Linked DNA regions of Danio rerio: region 2 is linked to region 1. Evidence: chromatin contacts called from public HiChIP or PLAC-seq data. All regions are on one chromosome and are shown on one strand. Each heading gives the region's core, a stretch centred on a gene start, on an enhancer-like site or on the middle of the called end of the contact. The rest is flanking DNA. Distances are from core to core; before and after follow the strand shown.

What was found. HiChIP or PLAC-seq counts read pairs in DNA pulled down with a chosen protein or histone mark.
Region 2: an H3K4me3 HiChIP or PLAC-seq map of embryo shows a contact between it and region 1, with 4 times the contacts expected there. The contact joins the promoter of nudt6 here to the promoter of spry1 in region 1. A contact is called at or near these places in 2 of 4 datasets of contacts at active chromatin or transcription factors (embryo and gastrula embryo).

What each region holds. Positions count from the first base shown.
Region 1 is chr14:684,909-688,447 of GRCz12tu, reverse strand. spry1 (sprouty homolog 1, antagonist of FGF signaling (Drosophila)) reads left to right here and starts at 2,193. Exons shown (of 1, transcript NM_001122600.1): 1 at 2,193-3,477. The coding sequence starts at 2,587. The coding sequence ends at 3,465.
Region 2 is chr14:748,623-752,311 of GRCz12tu, reverse strand. nudt6 (nudix (nucleoside diphosphate linked moiety X)-type motif 6) reads right to left here and starts at 1,981. Exons shown (of 5, transcript NM_001089522.2): 1 at 1,697-1,981; 2 at 678-881. The coding sequence starts at 1,976.

The sequences.
Region 1 (3,539 bases), core at 944-3,443:
GTTATAATATGTGAGCACAAAAAAAAGAGTCAAATTTAAATAAAAACAGGTTTTTATTGTTGTTTGGATTGGAAAATATTTGGGTGTAAAAATCTGTTTGAATATCTGGAATCTGAACATGCAAAAATAATCTTAATATTGAGAAAAATCACAATTAAAGTTGCTTAAATGAAGTTCTTAGTGATGCATATTACTCATCAACATATATTTTTGAGATGTTTAACATAAGAAATTTACTGAATGTCTTCATGAAACATGATTATGTCAGATTCTAATGATTTTTTGGCATATAACAAAATATTCATGACTCATAGAGTGTATTTGGCTGTTGCCCAAAATATACCTGTGCAACATCTTAATGTGTTATTCTTGACTTTATACTTCTGTTATTCTGTTATACTTATACTGTTATAAAGAATATATAGATAAACCAATGTTTAGTTATTTAAAAGACCATTCAATTGTGATGGTTATAACCAATGCCTTAAAATTAAATTATATATATATATATATATATATATATATATATATATATATATATATATATATATATATATATATATATATATATATATATATATATATATATTAACCCTAACCCCAGCTCAGAGATAACTCCCGCCTGGTCTTTTAGCATGTAAGGGGGTCCAAGATCAGGTAGTTCTCGAGAGCTCTTCCTGGTAAAAAAAGAGGAGATAAGGTGGAAGGGGGGATTCTTCCAAAACAAAGATAAGGCAGTAGTGTGAATTAGGTCTATTTATTGAAGGATTGGATCAATTTGATTGGATTATTGCTGATTACCAATAAGAGGCCAGCCGCGATCAATCATATCACCTGCTCCTCTGGGAATTAATTTAAAAAGTCCACTTAAAAGTGCACTGAAAATATCACTGACATCAGTCAAACTGACTACAAATGTTAACTGCATTTAATTAAAAAACAGTAGAAATAGAGCTTAATCAGGTCATCACAGAAAGATGTTTAAACGTAATTAATGTGGAGAATAGGCATTGCAAACACCGTTGCATTAATTGCAGGCTGTGAAAGACCTCGCTCTCTCCCTCTCAGATTACTTTTAATAATTGACATGACTGTAAAAAGACAACATAGCCAAAGCTTGATATATGTGGAAGAGTATAACTATGAAAAAAGATCAAAATAATAGAAACTAAACATCATAACAATTAAATTGCATTGTCTTTCTCAATTTAATTCAATAATTGGTTTATTGGCATGACACATGTTACAAATGTATATATATATATATATATATATATATATATATATATATATATATATATACACAAACACACACACACACACACAATAAATAGTATAATAAATTATAATAATAAAAATAAATGAATAAATAAACAAATGTAAAGTAATTTAAAGTAAATTTTTTTTGTCCTAATATTACTCTCTCTCTATTTCTCTCTCTCTCCAACATATGGTGCTGTAAAGTTGTGCTTTTGTCTGTGGTAGAGATTAATTTAATGTTTAGCTATTGTTGTTTAATGTAGATTGCTGATTGACACACTGAATAAGTCATGCAGCAAATGTCTTTCTGTTACTTCAGCTTATTTTAATAAGTTATTCCAGGTTCATCTGCATGTTTTAAGTTCGACTAAGTTCAACTCCGCATGTTTACTCAGTTTGATTGATGTCAGGATTGATGACTGGAAAAGTTCATTTAATTCAAGTAAAAATATTAAAGCAGCAACAATTCATTACAGAGTATAGTCATGTAATTGTAATGAAGTACTTATAAAACCTCAAATCCCTCTTTCTCAAATATATGTTGCTATAAGATGTGTTTTTTTGCATTGTTAATTGATTTATAATTGTATAATTGTAGTGGTGTGACAGATCACAGATCTCACGGTTCGGATCGCACCAGTTTTCCGATCAGCCAAAACAGGGAGGAGACAAATAGCTTGCTTTCCATTTATTACTAAAACAGCACTGCGAGAAACACAACTTAGAACCTGTCATTTCACATGTATTTACTGTAAACATCAGTGTTTATATCTGAACTATGAACGGCTCTCAGTTCTCCTGTGTTATTGGATTGTAACTCTAACTCCACTCAAAAGACCTCCACGATTAAACACAGATCTGAACGCAGCGCTTTGAAGGATTAATAAATATGTGCACATCATCATCATCATCTTCACCTTTATAATTATGTTGCATAGGTGTTGGAATTGACATCCCGATCTAATGATGATGAGTTGTGCAGCTCTACACTGAATGCATTGATGCAGGATAAACTACTGCCGGAAAACTCTGGTGATAACTTAGGAAAGGCTTTAGATGCCTCCACAACTTCTTCAGCCATCATCATATTTTACAGAGCAGATTAAATGTGTTCATATATGTGAATCTTTTTGCGATCCTTATATTGGGCACGTGTGTTCCAAACTTTGGTTTATGATCGCTACAGATCACGGATCAACCATCATCCACTACACCCCTACATAACTGTAATAAAGCACTTATAAAACCTCATCTCTCTCTCTCTCCGTGTCTCTCAGGCTGTCAGATGAGCATTGCTGTGTGGTCTGGAGCTGCTGATCGTGTCTTATGGATCTCCGCGGTCAGCGTGGGCATGCGGACCCCGGGGCCGTCCTGTCCCTGGACCAGATCAAAGCCATTCGCAGTAATAACGAATACACTGAGGGCCCGGCAGTCCCCCGGAGACCGGCCCCGGGACCACCACCGCCACCGCGTCACGCACACAAACATGAGAGGACTCATGAAGTGATCCTGGTGAACGTCAACAATAATTACGAGCCACAATCCTCGTTATTAGTGCGTCCGCCGGGTCTCAGTAGATCCACCAGCACCGGGAGCTCCGAGAGCAGCAGCAGTGCAGGATCCGAGCTGGGTTTACTCTCCAGAACACCACAGCATCACAGGAACAGCGTACGGACTCAGCCCAAATCTCTGAACGCTCCCTTTCTGCCGCCGGACGCTCCCCTGAAACAGATGCATGCGGATAGCAGAGACTCTGCGCATCTGTACATCTGCGAGAGCTGCGGGAAGTGTAAATGCAGCGAGTGCACGGCTCCGCGAGCGCTGCCGGCGCGGCTCGCATGCAACGGATTGTGTTTGTGTTCGGCGGAGAACGTGATAGAGCAGGGCACGTGCATGTGTTTGGTGAAGGGCATTTTTTATCATTGCTCCAAGGACGATGACGATGTTGGAGACGCCTGCGCTGACAGGCCGTGTTCATTATCGCATCCGCAGTGCTGCTCGCGCTTTCTGTGCATGGGCCTGATGGCGACGCTGTTCCCCTGCCTGCTGTGCTATCTGCCCGCGAAAGGCTGCGTTAAAGCCTGCAACTCCTGCCATGATCGGCTGACGCGGCCCGGCTGCCGCTGCAAGAACTCCAACACTGTTTACTGCAAACTGCAGAGCTGGAACCAGACGCCGGGACACACGCCGGGGAAACCATCCTGAGGCACAAACTGATGGTGTATGGGGGGTAAAATGAGTATTGCTGACACGACAGGATTTCTCTCACTAAAATACGA
Region 2 (3,689 bases), core at 732-3,231, 64 kb before region 1:
GAGCACTCTCTGCTTTCAGGAGCTTTGATGTGGAGGCTGAAGTATGAGCAGGAGCGCTATCCTGCTGGAGAATTGTCCCTCTCCTGTGGTTTGTAATGTAATGGGCAGCACAGATGTCTTGATACCTCAGGCTGTTGCAGATCTCTCGCACGCCCCCATACTGAATGACCCCAAACCATGATGTCTCCTTCACCAAACTTGACTGATTTCTGTGAGAATCTTTGGTACATGCTGGTTCCAGTAGGTCAACTATTTGAACTAGTGCTTAAATAAGCAAAATCTAGAGGCCTTCGCCTTTCATAAAAACACGTCTGACACCACATGATCAACTAGAAGTCAAGTTAGTATTTACTGTTCCTAAAACTTGGAGAAGCCACAAGACTTTTGTCAGGTAGTGTGTGTTAGTCACTGTTTACAGGTTTTCAATTTTCTTCAAAATCTCCTCTTCAGTGTCCAACAGAAGAAATAAACTCATAAAGGTTTGGAAACACTCGAGGGTGAGTAAAGAGTTTGTACATCTTAATTTTTGGGTGAACTATCCCTTTAAATGGACTCTATATAACTGTACTATAATACACTCTACTACAGTATGATTCAACATTATATAGTACTGACTATAGATGACCACAGTATTTCTTCATGTGGGTTTTTCCTATTTAAAGCTGTTGTTGTCTTACCAGCGACTCCGACCTGGTGTGTGGCGAATGCTGGCAGCCGGTTTTGCCCCTCCGCGAGCCACACGCTCAGAACAGCCTGATCTCCGCGCGCGTGGTGGAAACTGAAGCCGTGACGTGCAGCAGCAGAACACACACGAGACTGAGAGATGGGGACATGGAGCCATACTGCAACACGGCCTTCTGAACGCCACTGATGCAGAGACACTGACACACACGCACACACACACACACACACACACACACACACACACACACACACACACACACACACACACACATTTACAAATATTATTATTCACTTATAGAAATTTACATATTTATAACACATTTTAGTTTCATATTTAGATATTAAAAAACAGGCCACACATTTGTTTTCAAATATAAAAGCAAAAACATAAAATCATGCCAAACACCACAGAGATTCAATGAGTTAAACTGTTCTCTGATATCTACATAGTAGGTGCTTAGGTAAGTTTAAAAAGTATCCAGAAATGGTTTTATATGCTCATTTATTACTCCATAAAAAGCCCCTACAAGCAGAAGCTCTATGTTGACCATTCCAAATATGGTCAATAGAGATCAAAGATGCCCCAAAGTAAGGCCCGCTGGCCAAGGTGGCCCACTGTAACCTTTGATTTGGCCCAACATCGCATCTGAGAGGAGAGTGAGTATGATGGAGAGGTTGTGGGGAATGCCTTTAACACAGAGATCTTCATTTCTAATTTGACGTAACACCCAAATAGATAAAATAAAAAGGTTAGGTAAAAAGCTTTTGCGAGTTTTAATCTCAACTTTATATTTTATCTACAAGTTTTTTCATTCAGAGGCAAGAACGGGCTTTCATACCGCTGCTGTAGGCTCAACACTTGCTGAATTAACTACTTTAAAAGAAATCCATTGTTTTGATGATGTTTTGATGAATGAATAATGAATAATTAAGCCTAAAGATGAGCTTTTATAATTTAAAAAATACATTGGCAAAAAAACACTTCTCATCAGATGGTGTATTATTCTCGTACCCTTCAGCAGATCACTGAACTCCTCCTCGCTGATGTCCGGCGGAAAGTCTCGCACCGTCACGCCGCCAAACCGATCAACATCTCCGGCCAGCAGAGGCGGACAGAGCCGCTCCTCACAGCCGGAGCAGAAGCGAGCAGAGCCAGCAGAGACCAGCCGGAACTTTCCGAAAACAGATGAGGCCCTGGAGGAGCCAGAAGTGACCCTAAAGAACCCAGAAGACACCCTGCACAACCCAGAGGAGACCCTACAGAACCCGGCTGACATGATCCACAAAACCATCATCGATCAAACCAAAACAACATAAGAACGAGCGCGCCGTAAACACTGCAGTACTCGCGCACAGGAAAATGCAGAGCAAGACTAGTTTATTTCTATAGCACACTTCATTCATAATGGTAATTCAAAGTGCTTTACTTAAACAAGAATAAAAGTATTAAGTATAAGAATAATAAAGAAAAAAGTGTAAGAAAATAAAAACTACAAAGAATAAAAATGATTAAAAACAGATCACAATGTGTTAAAACTGGTTTTAATGAATGCATAAACATTTATAATTATTTCTGTCTTTTTTATTCCTTTATTTATTTTGCATAAGAAATTTTTTTGCTGCTTGTTCCAATTACAATGGGGAGAAGGGGGTCAACTTTTTCAGTAATGTTAGAGTAAAACATGCTTCAGTGAATCAAATCTATGTACTAATTTAAATTACATATAATTTATTAATGAAATGTTTTTAAGGTTTCAGTGTTTTGAGGAATATTTAGTGTTTCCTGACTTACAGACACTCTGATCAGCTATTTCTGCAAACTGTGGGTCAAACTATACAAACTATGCGTCTCATCCTTTACTATAATGAGTCTAATATTTCACTTTTAGGCTATATGTAGATAAAAACTGATACAATTACACTAACTTAATCAATTTGCATTGGGATGACATGATGGGATTGTATGGAACCCTGCATTTTTACAGTGTGTTGCAATGTTTGTACGACCAGGAAACATGAGAACCCTCATTAACCACATGTCATGCTAACACAAAACATGATGACAAGAACATAAACCATCACAGCAAAACCACACCAGTGCAAGTAAACTTACAACAAAGCATTTATCAGCACAATACTTCATTATTGTATTGCCTCCATCTAAATGAACCTATAATTAAACTGTAAAAATGCAAGGCTGTTTGACTAATTATTATCAAACAAACGCAATGATATGTTGTTTTAGGTATATTTGCAGAGCAAAAACAGTTATGACCATACTAATACATTTATCTGTTAAATAAATGATATGAAAATAGACTGTATTAAATGAGCTTGTGGATTTTGACTGTAAATACAGTTTAAATTTGAAGAATTTTTTAATTCAATTCAATACTAATTCATCTTAATGTTTTCAACACAAGAGCGTTAATACTGCTGTATGATATTAAGACAAAGACAATGAAGGAAAAATAAACAAGAGTAGCGAAAACAACATTATACATCAGGTAAAACAGAAGATCTGCTGCTGGCCTCATGAATCCTCGTGCTCGTCTCCAGATCTGCTCATTCTCACATTCTCATCTTCTGCTTTCTTTCCTAAATTAACCAAATCATCATCATCATCATCATCACCAGTTCTTCACATCTGCACTACAGATCCATAATATTGATGATCATAAGTGTGTCTGACCTGACGTGCGTCTCATGTAGAGGTGAAAACCTGCTAACAGACCCAACAGAAGCGTCATCTGAAGACTCCAGAGCACCACAAACACCACAGACACTGAAGACTCTGAAGAATAACACAAACACATCAATCAATCAATCAATCAATCAATCAATCAATCAATCAATCAATGAGTAAATCAATCATTCAGTCAAAGAATAAGTCAAAGCCTATCAATGCATTATTCAATCATCACTCATTTAATCAACCTGTCAGTCAATCAGTCAACCAATCCACAAGTCAATCAATTGTCTAGCAATCAAACAAATTAATCAAT